2 separate regions of the Sus scrofa genome follow, and region 2 is linked to region 1. A link is a contact called in public Hi-C data. All regions are on one chromosome and are shown on one strand. Each heading gives the region's core, a stretch centred on a gene start, on an enhancer-like site or on the middle of the called end of the contact. The rest is flanking DNA. Distances are from core to core; before and after follow the strand shown. Region 1 holds the start of MARC1 (mitochondrial amidoxime-reducing component 1). Region 2 overlaps LOC106505085 (a long non-coding RNA gene).

The links. Hi-C and Micro-C count contacts between places; a contact is called where the count stands out from the background.
Region 2: a contact with region 1 is called in a Hi-C map of liver, with 1.6 times the contacts expected there. The contact joins the enhancer-like site here to the promoter of MARC1 in region 1. A contact is called at or near these places in 2 of 5 promoter capture datasets (fetal liver and liver), 11 of 47 Hi-C or Micro-C datasets (alveolar macrophages, liver, mesenteric adipose tissue and 3 more) and 1 of 2 datasets of contacts at active chromatin or transcription factors (skeletal muscle).

What each region holds. Positions count from the first base shown.
Region 1 is chr10:10,189,231-10,192,151 of Sscrofa11.1, forward strand. It overlaps MARC1 (mitochondrial amidoxime-reducing component 1), which reads left to right and starts at 1,531. Exons shown (of 9, transcript XR_002336192.1): 1 at 1,531-2,087. All of the region lies in intron 5 of MARC2 (a long non-coding RNA gene), which reads left to right.
Region 2 is chr10:10,136,044-10,138,994 of Sscrofa11.1, forward strand. The region is part of intron 2 of LOC106505085 (a long non-coding RNA gene); the gene reads left to right. Among named protein-coding and RNA genes, the nearest start is that of MARC2, 19 kb to the right of the region's middle. Within about 2 kb of position 1,383, at least 9 of the 83 cell types and tissues checked have an H3K27ac peak or open chromatin away from gene starts, as enhancers often do. A contact at or near this core is called in fetal liver and liver, where this site is marked.

The DNA.
Region 1 (2,921 bases), core at 281-2,780:
CGTCACCTCCAGCCAATGTTTCTTCTGGGGCTTAGGGCTGCACCTGTGGCATGTGGAGGTCCCCAGGCTAGGGGTCCAATCTGAGCTGCAGCTGCCGGCCTACACCACAGCCACAGCAACACAGGATCTGAGCTGAGTCTGTGACCTACACCATAGCTCACGGCAATGCCGGATCCTCAACCCACTAAGCGAGGCCAGGGATCGAACCTGCTTCCTCGTGGATCCTAGTTGATTTCATTACTCGAGCCAAACAGGGACTCCAGGGGGAAGGCGGATTCATCCAAGCCGCTACTTCTCCCCTTGTTCTGGGAGGAGATCGTTGACAAGCCTCAGTGGTGGACTCTGAACCCAGTTCCTGGATGTCACAGGAGTGGGGGAGGGGGGCGTCCCTGGAGTGAGAAGAGAAAAGATAGGACAGACATACTCTGTTTAGGGAGCAATGTTTAGGCTGAGGGACAACATCCAAGGACAGATCTTAGCCCAGTGGGTCCTGAGGGTGGCTGCCTGGGGAAGGTGGATTTGCCAACCTTGGGAGACAGAGACGGTCCCCCTGTAATGTAAGACACCCCCCGCTTGCGTGGGTGATCCACTCGTGGGAACGTACTCACTGCTCTGCATCTACACTTGGAAATGGGCAAGTGGCAAATGTCGTGTTGTGTATATTCCACCGCAATAAAAATCCACTCACTTCTATCCATTTTGCCTCTTGTTCAGCTGATGGCCTTTTCCTTGCCCTGCGTTTGACGTTCTATTTGTATTTTTTGGTTGGTTGTTTTCTTTTTAGGGCAGAACCTGCAGCATATGGAGGCTCCCAGGCTAGGGGTCAAATCCGAGCTGTAGCTGCTGGCCTACACCACAGCTGCAGCAACTCGGGATCCTAGCCGAGTGTGCGACCTACACCACAGCTCATGGCAACGGCAGATCGTTAACCCATTGAGTGAGGCCAGGGATCGAACCCAAAACCTCATGGTTCCTAGTCGGATTCATTAACCACTGAACCACAACAGGAACTCCCGATGGCTTGATTTTTGAAGTGACAGGTGTCTGAAGTCAGTGCCTTACAAGTAGGATGGGTGACATTTCCTGCTGCCGGGAAGAAGCCTTAGGACCTTGTGCCAATGCTTCTTTCCCAGGGCAGTTCCTGGAAAATGAAGCCGGTACTCGGAGGCTTTGTGCCCAGAGGACCTAGAGGAGTCCCGCTGGTGCCCTGAGCTGCAGGCTGCTGCCCTGGCACCACGGGGACAGCCGGCTCCTTCCCCGCTCTCCTCAACTTGCAGGTCCTGAGGTCCTGGTCGCAGGCCTTTGCTCTCAGAGTCCCACTGGCCAGAAGCTCCCACGCCCCAGCTGGCAGAGGGGGAGGGTGACTGACAGCCGCTGGTGCCCCCCCCCCTCTCCGCACTGTCCCCAAGACGTGGGTCTGCCTGCTGCCAGATTTCTAATATAGCAAAATTACATTTTGTCCTGCAAAGTTTTTTTTGTTTGTTTATTTTAGGTTATTATTTAACCTACGAATAAGTAAATAAATAAAACGGTCGTTAGTAGCGGTCCCCGGGAGGGCACCTAGTTCTGCAGCGTCAGGGCGGAGGAAGGGGAGGAAGCCGGGACGTAGACCGCGTGGAAGCTGAGCCCCCGCCTCTCCCCCTCGGCAGCCCCGGGGCCACTCTCCCGAGGAGGACGCCATACTCTGACCCGCCCGGAACCGCTTCAGGAGCGGCCCTTCCTCTGGACTCGCGGCCCCGCTGCGGCAGGCGCGTCCCCGTGGGCCCTGCGCGAGTCCCCGCCGCGCCCGCGCTCGCCGGGGTCATGGGCGCCGCCGGCTCGTCCCCGCTGGTCCGCCTCCGCCTCCGCCTCCCCGCGCTACTTCGGCCCGGGCTCGGGCTCGCCGCGCTGGGACTGGCCGCGGCGGCGCTGGGGGCCGTCGCCTGGAGCCGCGCGCGGCCCAGGCGGCGGCGGCGGCGCCGGCGGCTGCAGCAGGTGGGCACCGTGTCGCAGCTCTGGATCTACCCGGTCAAGTCGTGCAAGGGGGTGCCGGTGAGCGAGGCCGAGTGCACCGCCCTGGGGCTGCGCCGCGGGCACCTGCGGGACAGGTAGGGCCCCGGGGGGTGGGCTCGGAACGCGGCGGGTGGGGGCCGGCTGGGTTCTGGGTCGGATCCTTCCCCAGCCGGGAAAGTGGGAGCTGAGGCGGGGAGGGGGCAGGGGCGAAGGAAAGGCGGAGGGAGGGCGCTCGCCTCCGACAGCAGACGCAGGGGCCCAGGCCTCTTTCCGGGGGCGGCTGGCCTTCCGCCTCCCACCGGCTCTTTCAGAGCCTGCGCTCAGGAGGAGCTGCGACAGGGGTCTCGGTCCTCAGGGGGCTGCCAGGGCGCAAGCAAGTTTCGCCACTGTCTAGCGGAAGCGGCAAGCTTCGCAGGATTGATGCCTCCACTTTGTTTTTCGTGATTGTCTCTTAATGTGGGGAAACTTGGAGCCGCGGAGCTAAGCCTTCAAAGCGAGCACCGCGGTGGAGCCCAAGCTTCGTGCCGCTTGAAACGTGCTATTGCATATTTTATTTTACCCAGTTCTTCCATGCCCCCTTTTACCGATAAAGTAACTGGTTCGGAGGCACCCAAGAGTGGAATCAGGACTCTTGTTTCGGGAGCACGCTGGTGCTTTGTAAACAGTGGTTTTATCTACGCCCGGCTGGTGCGGTCAGGACCTGTGTGAATTCCTGAGGTTCAGCAAAGATCGCTAAGGCCCGAAGCAAGTAGCCTGGTCCTCTTCTGAGTCTGACTCTAGGCTAGCCCTGGGCCTCATTGTAAGGCTATGCTTCAAACTCCAGACCGGCTCTTAGTTTCTGCAGGTGACACGCTGGACTCATGGGGGCTGTAACTCTTCCCCCTTCCAGAGAGAGGGCAAAGCATAACCTTGCAGGAAGGTGAACTATT
Region 2 (2,951 bases), core at 133-2,632, 53 kb before region 1:
GTGCCTGGAACCACGTCTGGCCCATGGTAGGAGGTCATTGAAGCTTTGCTGACGAGGGGACAAGGACAGAAGAAATGCAGACAGCTTGGAGGGTGGCGGGGCTGTGCACTGCTCGCTGGGTTCTCTCAGATTCTCCTGGGGCTCTAAGGCGGCCCAGAATCCGATTGTGGTGTCTGCTTTCTCCCCATCCGGCCCTGGCGCTCTCTCTTGGAGACAGAGAAGGTGCGTGGCCATAAGGTGTCATTCATTCAGCAAAGTCTTCCTTCTTGCACCTATTTGGTCACGCAGACAGTTGGCCAGGAAATGCTACCAGAGCACCGGCTCTGTGCCCGGCACTGGGCCGGGAGGGCACACAAGTCACCAAGATTGTGTGCCTGCCCCCGCATCCTTGTGGGGAGCAGACCAAAGGGAGAGTCAATAGCTGCTCTGGAGGGTGTAAATAAGGGGACTTGAGCCTCCCGTGGGTGGGCGGGGAGGCCTGGGGCACGGACCCCATGGAGGAGGGGCTTTTGGTGAGGAGAAAGCGTCACAAAGCCGACAGATGAAGGGAGGCTTGGAGTTCCCGTTGTGGCTCAGCGGGAAGGACCCTGACTAGTCTCCATGAGGTTGCAGTTTCGATCCCTGGCCTCACCCAGGAGGTTAAGGATCCGGCATTGTTGTGGCTGTGGTGTAGGCCAACAGCTGCAGCTCTTTTTCGACCCTTAGCCTGGGAACCTCCATGTGCCACAGGTGCGGCCCTAAAAAGTATAAAAACAGAAAAAAGAAGAGGAAGAAGGGCAGTCTGCAGGGGGCAGGGGTTCCGTCATGTTTCAGGAGGGGGAGCCGGTGAGGCTGGAGCGTCGGCATGAGCAAGTGGGAGACTCTGGGAAAAGGTGAGAGACCCCAGCTGAGGGAGCTGCCTCAGGGGGAGGCAGTGAAGGGGTGGGGCTGTGTCGGGGGTGAGGGGGCATCGGCCGGTCTATGGTGTGTAAAGACCCCATTCCCCACCCCAGCTACAGTGGGACACGGCCTGGGGGTGAGATGGGGTTGCTGGATTGTTCCATAGACAGAGTCTGTGGCCGGGGCTCTGGCCAGGAGAGCGCTCCCCGGAGCGGGTTCGGAAAAACAGGAGCGGCTGGACTTGCAGAGGTGGGCGTAGGGGTGGGAGAGAGAGGGATCAAAGAATTCTCTTGACTTCTGGCCTGAGCCACAGGGGAGACACCAGCTGGGGGGAAACAGAAGGATGCCCAAAATCTTTTGAGCCCAAGGCCAAGACGGCTGTTTATTTGCTTAATTTGCACAATGCCCGTTTGCTGGGCCAGAAATACACTATACAAACAGGCCCTAGGGTTTTCTGCTGCAGCCACAGTGTTTCCTGCACTGTTGTGGTCATTTTTAACCTTGGAGCCTGGCAGTCATGCGCTGGCCCCGACCCTGACCTTGGCCCGGGGGCGGGGGCGGGACCTGAATGTACACTCTCCCTGCGGGCTCTGCTGGCCCTGGGGTCTCTGCTTAAAGGCGTCTTCCAGGCCCTGGGGGGCAGGAAGGGATGCCTCTGTGCATGGGGGGAGGGCAGGGCCACGTGGAGGAAAGTAACAACGGGCCTCGGTCAAGTTCAGACCCTGCTGGGTGCTTAATACCACATGTCACTTAATGACACAGATATTATTCTCCCCATGATGACCCGTGTTGGTATTTTCTCTTTGGCCCACCTCCTGGCATACCGAGTTCCTGGGCCAGGGATCCAATCCGAGGCCAAGCCACAACCTATGTGGGACGCTTTAACCCACTGTGCTGGGCAGAGAATCAAACCCGCATCCTGGCGCTGCAGAGAGGCTGCCCATCCTGTTGCGCCCCAGCGGAAACTCCTACCCTGGTTATTTAAACAAGGAAACTGAGCAGCAAGGCCTCACGAGCCCTCTGGGGGGGCTGCTCTGCCCGTCAATCCAAACCCTGCCCCCTGGGACACGCTTTCCTTCCAGGTGGAGACTGAACCACTTTTCTGCCCTGGTTCTGGTCTTCCCCACCCTTCCGCATACCTTATGCTGGGGGCCCAAGGGGTCTTTGCAGTAAATAGTCCCCCGCAGCCCCTGGCACCTGTCTTCCCCTTGGAAGGTGGGTGTGTGGGAACCAAGAGGTTTCCCCCAGTTCTGGGCAGAAGCTGCTTGGGGTGGCTTCCAAGTCCATTGGCCCTCACTGATGGGGGGCTCTGAGGGCTCTGCTCCCTGGTGTATAGGACTTTCTATCCCGTTGCACTTGTTGTGCAGTTATGGGATGTTTCCCCAGCTGTGGGCTCCTGCGGAGGAGGGGGAGGGGTGTGCCAGCTGTGGGAGGTAGAGTTTGGACGGATCCAGATGGAAGGCCTCAGGGATCTGGGAGGGATCTCCCTGGGGGAGCCTGCTTGTGGATATTGGAACAAAGAACTCCAGCAGCTGCTGAACCGGCGTGCTGGACCCAGACGTACCTGTGCACAAGTTCTTTGAAACCTTCAAGGATTTAAACGCTTGAAAGGGTCTTTGTTTTATGAACATTTATTATTTGTTTTCTGAATATTTTAGCCACAGAGGATTTGAGTTTTTTGGTTTTTGCCTTTTTAGGGCTGCACCCACGGCATGTGGAGGTTCCCAGGCTAGGGGCGGAATTGGAGCTACAGCTGCCAGCCTACACCACAGCCACAGCTACTCAGGAGCCAAGCTGTGTCTGTGATCTTACACCACAGCTTATGGCAATGCCAGATCCTTAACCCGCTGAGCAAGGCCAGGAATGGAACCCGCATCCTCATGGATACTAATCAGATTCTGAGTCACGAGGGGAACTCCGCCACAGGTGATTTGAATGGAAGAAAAGAGGAAAAAATACCCAACTAGTATCCATGAGGATTTGGGTTCCATCCCTGGCCTGCATTTAGTGGGTTAAGGATCCGGCGTTGCTGTGACTATGGTGTGAGCCAGCAGCTACAGCTCCGATTCCAC